Linked DNA regions of Oryctolagus cuniculus: region 1 is linked to region 2. Evidence: chromatin contacts called from public Hi-C data. All regions are on one chromosome and are shown on one strand. Each heading gives the region's core, a stretch centred on a gene start, on an enhancer-like site or on the middle of the called end of the contact. The rest is flanking DNA. Distances are from core to core; before and after follow the strand shown.

What was found. Hi-C and Micro-C count contacts between places; a contact is called where the count stands out from the background.
Region 1: a Hi-C map of an unstated tissue shows a contact between it and region 2, with 1.5 times the contacts expected there. The contact joins the promoter of OGFRL1 here to the enhancer-like site in region 2. A contact is called at or near these places in 2 of 6 Hi-C or Micro-C datasets (psoas muscle and an unstated tissue).

Annotation. Positions count from the first base shown.
Region 1 is chr5:101,430,862-101,436,304 of mOryCun1.1, reverse strand. It overlaps OGFRL1 (opioid growth factor receptor like 1), which reads left to right and starts at 3,697. Exons shown (of 7, transcript XM_051854607.2): 1 at 3,697-3,939. The coding sequence starts at 3,697.
Region 2 is chr5:101,285,164-101,290,413 of mOryCun1.1, reverse strand. No RefSeq gene overlaps it. Among named protein-coding and RNA genes, the nearest start is that of MIR30A, 19 kb to the left of the region's middle. Within about 2 kb of position 1,568, at least 6 of the 8 cell types and tissues checked have an H3K27ac peak or open chromatin away from gene starts, as enhancers often do.

The DNA.
Region 1 (5,443 bases), core at 2,448-4,947, 140 kb before region 2:
ATATAAAGTAAAAGCATGCTTCTTTACTGTTGATGCAAGAATGCTCTCAAAGGTAGGGATAATGAAAAAGTTTGAGTATCTAAGAAGGGTTACTTCTGTGTTTAGAACCAATGAATGTGGCCAGCGCCACGGCTCAATAGGCTAATCCTCCGCCTTGCGGTGCCGGCACACCAGGTTCTAGTCCAGGTCGGGGTGCCGGATTCTGTCCCGGTTGCCCCTCTTCCAGGCCAGTTCTCTTCTGTGGCCAGGGAGTGCAGTGGAGGATGGCCCAAGTGCTTGGGCCCTGCATCCGCATGGGAGACCAGGAGAAGTACCTGGTTCCCAGCTTTGGATCAGCGCGGAAGGAAGACCTTCCTCTCTGTCTCTCTCTCTCTCTCACTGTCCACTCTGCCTGTCAAAAAAACAAACAAACAAACAAACAAACAAAAAAACAATGAATGAGAGAACTTCAGTATTAACTTTCCTAAATACAGGGATTTTACACAACGTATACAAGCTTATTGCCCTACCCTTTTAAAACCTGTTATATAAGATTGCTGTAATACTTCATGAAAAATTGTTTTTTTTAAATACATTGCACAAATTAGTTTCTTTATTTCATGTAGGGTTAGTGGAAATCACTGAAAGATATGCAGCTGGTGGACAGATACACTGGTCTGGAGGATTCAATAAAAACTAGTAGAATCCAGCAGGGGATGCTGGAAGACAGCTGAGACCAGCAGCCAGAGGCCACATGCTGTGGCCTTTCCAATATGGCAGTTTTGAGGTAGTTGAACTTCTTGCATGGCAGTTCAGGAATATCAGAATTTAAGGCTTTACCCTAGAAGGCAACATGTTTCATATTCTAATTTTAAGCAAGTCACGAGGCCACCCCTGATTCAAGTGTGGGTACTAAGACTCCACTTCTTAAAAGGAAAACAAATTATATGTGGTCAATTTTAATCTACACACCCTTAGAGCAACTGCTGACGCACCTGCGGCACAGCAAGTGTCCCTAAAGTTTCTACAATAGGAGTCCTGGAATGCTTGCGGCCAGATGGACAGCATTTACTTCTGCAACGTGTTTGGTCCTCTGCCAGTGGAAGATGAATCAAATTCTCAGCTTTCAGCAGTTGGATTTATGTGTCCTGCTGTTGCCCCATATTTTCTTCACTAAACTATTGACCAAAATGTCTTTTTGTGTGGCTTGGGTTTGTTACTCGTTTTAGAGCTCTACCCAGTCATGAGACCACAAAAGGTCAGAGCTAAAAGAGATTCAAGGGCTAAAATGTGATCTCATTTTACAGATGAGGAAATTTAGCTCTGAAGTAGTTATGTGCCCTGTTGAAGGTCAGAAACTGATGACTGACAGAGCACACCCTGACTCTCCTATTGCGGTCCTGACTTACCTGGAGAGTGGGCATCTTGTTCACCTAACTGTTCCTTAGAAACAGCCCATCTGCCTTGATTCAGTCTATTGCATCATGAAGCACTTAACAATAAACTAGAGATTTCCATCACAACAGTTTAACCTTATATATTGTATCAGTCAGTTTTTCCTCATTATACCACAACACCTATAAACAGCCACTTTTGCAGTAAGGAGACTTACTCAGTCATGGTTTTGTAAATTCTCAGTCCAAGATCAAGCAGTCCCCAACTGTCTGATAAGGCCAGAAGATTGTGATTGCAAAATGAGGAGTGTTGGAAATAATCAAGCTTGGTTAAAGTGTTCATATGAGGCTTATTCGGGGCAGAAAATGAGAGACAAGCCCAATGACTTTTAAGGAGTACTTGGAAGTGTTTCAACATGGTCAGAATTTAGGCAGAAGTTACATGTTCCATGACAGTAAGTTTTCCTTTGCCATTTCACAGTGATCATATACTGATTTGGCCCAAAAGGTAGGCTTTAGGTAAGCAGGGGTGAATGTTTCATAGGCTGTAGATTAGTGTTTTCACAGCATGATTGGCTAATAGCATCTTTAGAAACAGAGTACGTTGAATAAAAAGGTTGCTGATTAGCTTTAAGAAGGACATTTCTGGGAATACAGGCAAAAAGGAATGTATAAAGAATATAGGATTGAGGCCAGCACAGTGGTGTCATGGGCAAAGCTGCCACCTGCAGCGCCAGCATCCCATATGGGCACCAGAAGTGAGCCAGAGGATGGAAAATCTCTCTCTGCCTCTCCATGATTATGCCTTTTAAATAAATCTTTTTTACAAAAATCACATAATGTTGATCTAGATAACTAAGAAGAAAACACTCTGCTGCATGCCATGAAGTCAAATTGATCTGGTTAACAAGATTTGCAGGCCTCTACCTGATACTTCTCTGATGGGTCTCAGTTGATGTTTCCTTCCAGTGCTTTGCAGACTGTTCTCAGCAGAGAATCACTGAGGGAGCCAGGAAGCAGAGAGAGACAAGGAGGTTAGGCTCAACTCCCTTAAAAACCAGCCCTCTCAGAACTCCCTTCTAAGTGCACACGCCCAGTGACCTAAGATTTCCACTAGGACTACCTCCTAGATACCACAACTGGATTGTTTCCAGTCTCAGTGCCATCAATTTATAACTTTAAGATTTAACGTCCACATGAGGTCAGGAGTCAAACTGTGTTCAAACTATAGCACACAGCTAACCCATCTTCTCCGTCCATATTCAACATTTACTGAGTACCTACCAAATGAGAAGCACGGTTCCAGGCACACTGGTCTATGTTCCTGAAGAAATCCAGAGACATATACAAGAAGTTTTTCTTCTAGTTAGAAAGTCAGAATGCAAATTTTCCAACAGTCACTGTTCTCTAGATCACTTATTTGATCATTCTGATTTATCTTTAGTTATATAACACGGTTCCTCTGCCTCCTTTCATCCATGACCAAGGGACCAAAGATTCTTCTCTTGGAAACAGCACATCTGTTCTAAGGATTGTGAGATTTTTTTTTTTTTCTTTTCCTACTCAGAGCAGGGATTTGAAGTGGGTGTTAGTAAAACTCTCCATGGATCAATGGTGGTCTAGTCTGCTCATTAGACGAGGTGACAGCTTTGACTTCTCTAGACCACAGGGACTCTAGGTGGCAGCCCTCAGTACAGCCCTGTTAGCTTGGATTTCCTGTTTGCGTGGTGCCCGGTCACCATTAGCTTTTGTCTTGCGTTGCTTGCAGCGAATTCATCTTCCTCCCGATCCAGCCTGGAGAGGGGGCTGTTAGGGACGCCTCCTTCACCCTCAGGTCCACGCCTGTCCCGGCTCCCGGAGCTGGGCGGGATCACTCTTCCCGCACTGCCGGGAGCAGCCCGAGGACGGCGGCCCCCGCCCGGCTGGGGAGGGGGAGAAGCAGGCCCCCCACCACTCCGGGCGACACCCAAGGCCGACCGAAGGCTGGCCTTCCAAGAGGCGAGGTGGAAGTGCGGCGCGTCCCACGGGCCGGGGTGACAGTCCGCTTCCCGACACTCCGCACGCTCCCGCCCGAGGGGAGGAGAAGGAACCAGATGGGCGGGCTCGAGCGTGTGCGGCGGCGGGGCCGGGGCCGCCGGCTCCTCCCCGCCAGTGAGCCTGTCTGCCGCTCACCGCGCTGAGGCAGTGCGGCGGCGGGCGCGCCGAGGCTGCCGCCCAGCGCCCTCGCCCAGCCATGCCCGGGCCCTAGCGCGCCTGCCGCAGCCCGAGCCCCGCGGCCCGCCGCCCCCCAGCCCTCAGCCCCTAGCCCGCTGCCGCCTCTTCAATGGGCAACCTGCTCGGCGGGGTCAGCTTCCGCGAGCCCACCACCGTGGAGGACTGCGACTCCACCTGGCAGACGGACTCGGAGCCGGAGCCTGAGGAGCCGGGGCCGGGAGGCGGCGGCGGCGGCGGCGAGGGCCCGGGGCAGGAGCCCGAGCAGCCCGCGCAGCCCCCGGAGCGAGCCGGCGGGCGGTCCCGCGCCAGCCCCGCGCCGGACGAAGACGCAGAGGCGGCGGGCGCCGAGCAGGTACGCGGCCCGGTTGGTGGCCTCCGGTCGGCCTGGGGCACCCCTGGCCCTGGCCCCCGGGGGGAAGAGCAAGCGCTGGGCCACCGCCGCGTGCAGGGGCGCCGGGCGGCTGCTGGTCCCCCCCCGCCGCACGACCCCTCCGCGCCCTCGGGTGCCCCGCCGCCGTGGGGATCGGGGGCCTGCAGTGGCCGGGAGCCTGGGGCCTGCCTGGGGCCGCGACGGGAAGTCCCCGAGGCAGAACCCAACTTGGACGTGTGTTTTCTTTGCTTCTGCAGCGCGGCTCGGGAACGCGAAGGTGGGGTGGGAGGTACCTGTCTAAAAATAGAGCGTTGTGAAAAACCTTCTAGTGTGCGTATTAATGGTAAAGCCGAATCCCGAAGAGAGGGGACTGCACTACCAAGCAGCTAGCACTGGCCCCTCCAGGGACGTCTGTAGCCATTGAAAGTCTTGTGAGAAGAGGTCCCCATCCCAAGTTGAAACGCCACGTTCTTACCTCCGGAAGGCCTTTCTCTGAGGAGTTCAGGGCACTTGGAAAATCTTACCACCAGAAGACTTGTTGATCCAACTGTGCTTAAATCGTTTTGATTAATACAGTTTGCAGGAGAGGTTAGGAAAGAGAGGAATGCCCGCTGGCGGACTAACAGTTACCAGCCTCAAAAGCAGAAACTGTGGAGGTGCTGTGAAGAAGTGTGCCCCGTGAGGCTGTTGGAGGTTTGTGGCGCCGCCTTAGGCCCTCCCGTTACCAGCTGCGGGGGAATGCGAGTGGGGAAATGGAGCCCAAATCCACTGTGGGTTTACCGGAACCAGCACCTAAACATTAGCGCCAACAAATCCCGTTAATGATCATCTCTGCTTAGGTAGAGAGGAATTATAAAGTCAGGGCAGGTTCTGTGATCAACATGTGATTGAAATGAGCTGTAATTTTAAGGAGGGAGTGCTGTTTTTAAATTCTCATTTTAGAAAAAAAAAAAAAACAGGAACTTGTCCAAAATCATACGGAAAAGAATGATGCAAACATGAATATGTGTGTCACCAATCTAGGAACCGTAGGCCTGTTGGAATCCTGGGTGTCCTCTTCTCCCCCTTGTGCTGTGGTTTGCTGCGCTGTTGTTTTGTCTTGCTTTGCAAACCTAGGAAAGTATTAGATACTGTACTCTAGTGTTCGTCCCTTTACTTGTCTCCAGTAACCTTCTACATAAGTTTAGGATATCAAAATACACCGGTTACGATTCAGCCCCACCAACCAGGAACAACTAATGTGAGGGAACCGTCAAAAAGTTTGTGGAAAATTCATATTATGAAAAAACTATGTACGATTTCAACATTTTTCACACTAAAATAAGCTGATCTTTAAATTTCATTTTCCATGAACTTTTTGAGTACCCTCATAGAGTACAGTTTAATAATGAGTGTTTCAATCTGTTTAATTGCAACCCCAGTGAACAAGTGACCATACCAAGCCTCACTATTTGTCCTTTAATGATTAATTTTCTCCTCTAATGAT
Region 2 (5,250 bases), core at 319-2,818:
CTACCTTCTTTCTTTCCACTGTGGCATGTTAACATAAAAAGATGGGCAACACAGATTTGTAATCATTTTTATCATAGCACCAAGTATTCTGAATATTCAGCATTTGTTGACTATATTTATGAACTTCCATTTTTTTTAAAAAAATCAACTTCTGTTGTTATAAGTTGCACAAGAAGAGAAAATGTCCAGGGAAGCACTTGACATCTAGAAGGCACTCCCATGAGTGACGAGGAAACTGGAGTACTTTATCATTTCTTCTGAATGCACTACTGACAAAGTAAATGCAATATTTAAGAGAATTTTGGTGATAAAAATGATTTTTATGGAAAAAATCAGGTCATTGTGATAATGAAAAGTTAATGCTACATCGGTTTGCAATACCAAAGCCAGACCAAACCTTTAACATTAATTATTTATCAAAATTATACATGCCACTAACACATCCCAACGAAGATTATGTAAGTCAGCTGTCTTGGCGTCAGTGATACTGAACATAGCAGCTATTTTCAATACTTCACTAAAATTAGATCAAGATGTACTTGTGCTATGTTACTGTTCCTGTAAGGAGATTTTACAGTAATGTAAGATTTACTTTGGTTAAAAGTGAGATTTTCTTTTCCTCTCTCAGAAGAGCACCCTCCCTTCCACTCACACCACCCCTCCCCCAGCCAAAGTTTTTAGAAGACAGAAGCAAAAACACCTGCCCTGCCTACTCTCTGCTATGCATAATTAATACCTAGTTCTTGCCCTAAACCGGAGTCCGGAAGGGACCATCGCTGGCGACACCTGCCACTGCACGCGCAGGCTTGGCTCCCAGTCCCCAAGCCCGGCCCCTAGGGCTCCAAAGGGTGCAGCAAAGTAGGCTAGTCTTAAGAATTGTAAAATAAGCAAAAATGGTAACTCATTTTTCACTGAAGAAAGCCTTTAAATATTGGTATGTTAAAGCATCCAGACTTCAAAGTTACTTGCGAGTGGGGTGTAAGGTGAGCCCAGGCACACGTAAAGACATCCTGGCCTACTGCTTCGTAACTCGCTCAGCACGTTGAGGCCCCAAGCCTCAAACGGAGATGGCTTTGAAAAATTGGAGGACATCATAGATCACGGAGCTGTCGCCCCACGGATCACTCACGAGGAGCTCTAAATGGGTTAAGTCACTTGTCCAAGGTCAAGCAGGGTCAGTGGCAGGCAGGGCCGGTCCGCGACCTTGTAACCTTTCCACCGCACTCCCACAGCCCCTCGGGAGCCCCCGCCCCGTCGGGGTTCCCACGGATACGGTTCACAAGTCGGTGGCATCTCAGCGCTTCTCAGCTACCGCACTTTGATTTGTTCTCCTCGCCTGCCCCGAAAAGTATTATCAAGGCACCCTCCACGCCTCCCCCCCCAGCCCCCCACCGCCAACCCAGGTGCCTCAAACAGCTGCAGCCCACCGCGCCCCCGCGACTCACCGCAGCCGGAGCGCGGCCCCGCCGCGGCCCCGGCGGACGACGCCTCGCGAAAGTCACCGGCGATGACCGCGGGCGCGAGGGGCGGGCCTCGCCGCCCCGCGGAGGCGCCGCAAACTTTTCCCGGCTCGCAAGTTGCCGGGCTCGGCGGCCGCCGACCGACTTCCTCCGCCGGCCGCTGGAGCGAAGGGGGCGCCCCTGCCCCGGGAGGGGGCTGGGCGAGCCGGGACACGGTCAAGTTGGGGCCGGCGGAGCGCGGCGCCCCGCACTGCGAGGCGCGCGGGGGGCCGAGCGCGGCCGCATTGTCTCCGCGGCCTCGGACCTCGCTCGGGCGGCGGTAGCAGCCGCGGGCGCGGCCAACGAGTTGCCCTCCCCAATTTGGCTGCCCCTTTTCGCCGGCGCCGCCGCCGCCGCCGCCCACCGCGTTCTTTGTGTGTCTCTCGCCGCCCTCGGGCCGCTCCGCCGCTGGCCTGACAGCTGATGGGCTCGCCACGCCGGGTCCCACGTCTTCTCGGCCGCCGCCGGCGGAGCCCGGCCCGGTCGGAGGAAGAGGAGGAGGAGCAGAGGAGAGGAGCGTTGACAGATGCGGTCTCGAAGCGGCCGCCGCTGAGGGGGAAAACCCGGACTGTCCCCCAGAGACGCGGCCGGGGACCAGCCCTGGCCCTGCACTGCTCCTCCGAGACCTCGTCGGCGCGGCCACCCTCCCTCCGCGGCTGCCCGCGCAGCTCGGGTCCCGCGCCCCCTGCCCGGCTCGGCAGACCGGCGCGCTCGGTCAAGAATCCAGAGGAACCCGCTCCGCCCCCTGGCTCCAGCGCCCTCCAATGATCTCGGCCTACCGGGGGCAGTACTGTCCAATCAAGTGTCGGAAAACCCGGCCGGTCCCCGAGAGTGTAGCCAATAGGAGGCCACTCCGGCAACACACCCGCCCTGATCCGCGGAGGACGGACCGCTCGGCGCCCAGTCCTGGGACCCCGACCCTGGCGCCCAGAGCAACTCTTACGTCTGACCGGAACTGTGTCGCAAAGCCGGAGTGTGGCGAGGGAGGTCCGGCGCTTATATTGCGGCTACTACTAGGCGCTGAGGAAAATGGGAACGCTGGACACACTACTTTTGTGGGTCATCTGAATCTCCACCGTTAACAACGCTTTTCTTGGTTTCGAGTGTGTATTTGAGGGGAAGCTGCACGAATGCGTCGTAGCGCTGGGACCTGTTCCCGTTAAGGCCTTTTTTTGTAGCACACGGCTTTCAAGTGCCCAGCCAGGCAGTGCTCAGGTTGCGTCTCCGCGGCGCTTGGCATTTGTGTGCCTAATAAACTTGCCAGAACACCAGGTATCTAAAACAGGGTAGTGTTCCATCCTGCGCCGACACGCAGGCTGTGACACGGGCGCTACAGTGGTCTTTCATTCTGAAAGAAAATTGGATTGAAGATGGAAAATAAAAGAGTTTTGGATGTAAATCATCTTCATTATGAACTTTCTCTCTGTAACGAAGTCGTACAAACTATGGGAGTTTGATGAAGTCCCTGAGTAGAAGAATATAAATACAGATGCCATGTTTGTAGGATATATCTGTCTATAAGTGGACAAAGAACTTGAAGAAAGCACTGGCTATAACTCACTAGCTGTTGATCATAGTACCTTGCAAATAAGATGAACACTCTATAGTTACTTGTTTGATTTGAATACGATTCTTCATTGGTTCATAAGAAGTTTGTTTACCTCATTGAGTACGGAAAGTGCATCATAATGAAAACATTATTTGGTATATTTACAAATTTTAAGATAATGTTAAACTGATACTTCAAATAGTCACGCTCAATGTATTTCTTTTGATAAATGATGCATTAAAATTTCATACACATGCAACATGTTCCGTCTGCATGAATTATTTTGACCAAATTTATTTTTAACTGAATGACCTATATAACCTATATATTGAACTAAAAAAGAGGGGGTATCAAACAAGAAAATATGGCTCTAGTGTTAGCTTACTTTCATGATTAAAGCTCATCATGCCTATCACATTAGTTTCCAAGAATAGCATTGCCCCCAAGACTAAGTTTTGCCAAAAGATGTATGTTCTGGATCGACCTTGAGAGCAAATCTCTTAATGGCTAACTCTACTGAAAGGACAGTTTGCTTGCCTGGTTGGAGTGCTGTGATAGCCAACTAAGAAAGTGTTGCAAGCACTTTGTTTTCCGTGAGCTACTGTGCCAAGGCCAAAGCAATCTTTAGTGTGTTGTTATTATTCTCTGCCTCTGTACAGGCAAGGATCAGGATCCTAGCAGCCTATTAGTGTTTCCTCTGATTGCACATTTTTTAGTCTGAAATATTTTAGACTAAATATTTTAGATACCATGTGAAACTCCTGCCTCCTAGTTCTAGAGGAAAGCAATACATCCAGATTTTTTTTTCCATTCTTTTTTTCCCCTCTATTTTAAATGGAGAGAGTGAAGAGAGCAGGTAAGAATACTTAGGAAAGAATTCTGAATCAGAAAAGCTTGAGAAAGGATGTTCACCACTGATTACTCTTAATACAGACTTCCACAAGTTCATGGAAAATGAAATTAAAAGGCAGACGTTTTTGAAATGCATGCATACATGGGGTCTTCAAAGAGTTCAGGAAAAGTATGTATCATGAAAAAACTGCATAGAGTTAAAAATTTTTGCATCAAAATAAATTTACCTTTTAATTCCATTTTTTCCACAAACTTTTTGAAGTACCTTTGTACATTCCTCACAAACTAGATAATAATGTCCAATTTAACATCCTTCTGTCCATTATGTTTATCATTTTATGCAAATTTTAATGTGTACGTGTAAATAGATTAGGGTGCAGCATGTGTATAGTGCATATGTATAGTATTGCATAGTTTTACAAGAAAGTCATTAATGGCTGAATTAAAGCTATACCCATCTGATGAAGTACTGAGTTTAAAACTTAACAGCATTTATTGGGAATTTACTTAAGGCTTTGGTGCCCAATTTTCAAAGAGGAAAGTAAATGTTTATTTTAGATATATTTCCATAATGTAATTTGCTTATTTTCTTCTCAAAGATGCAGTCTAGTACACAAGTTAATTATTACTTCAAACAAATGTACATATGGTAATACTAGACTGTGAAATTTGCTGAATTTAATTGAACCAGCAGTTGTTATTTTCAACTGATTAGCTGCACATTTTTCATTTTCTAAATAAAAATTGTGGAAGAATTGATCAATATAACTCCAATATATATGACTTAACTATATTCAAGTCAAGACAGTGTTTGGTAATTTCCTGATAATTAACAAATTCACATCCGTTTATGACAATGAATGAATATTTCATCTATTGTCTGGGTGATATTTGTGATTCCCACTGTGATAATGTTTTATTCACTGAGCGATACTCTCAGTTTTTCATCAGTGATTTCTTCTCAAGTTCCAATATGGAACTGGACTGCTGTAACTGTCATAGAGCTACCAGATTTAGTACATATCTAAATGTTTGCTACAGAAACTATAACTTTGGGGTTAGTTTTAGCATTTTTGTGAATATAATGTTTTTCATACAAAGATATAAGGTCTTTTATAAGTTTCTCCACAGATAGATCTGTGGTAATATGACTATGCACAATATCATTTTTCTTGTAATTATACATTTAAGATGCTATCATTTAAGATTGCTTCATTAATCCAAATAATTGGATTCCTATCTTCTGAATTCTGGTAGTTGAAATGCCTCTGAATTTCTGTGTCTTGGACAAACTGACTTCTATGTGACTTTTTCCTCCAATTCAGACTCTGATTCGGTCATCCAAAAATT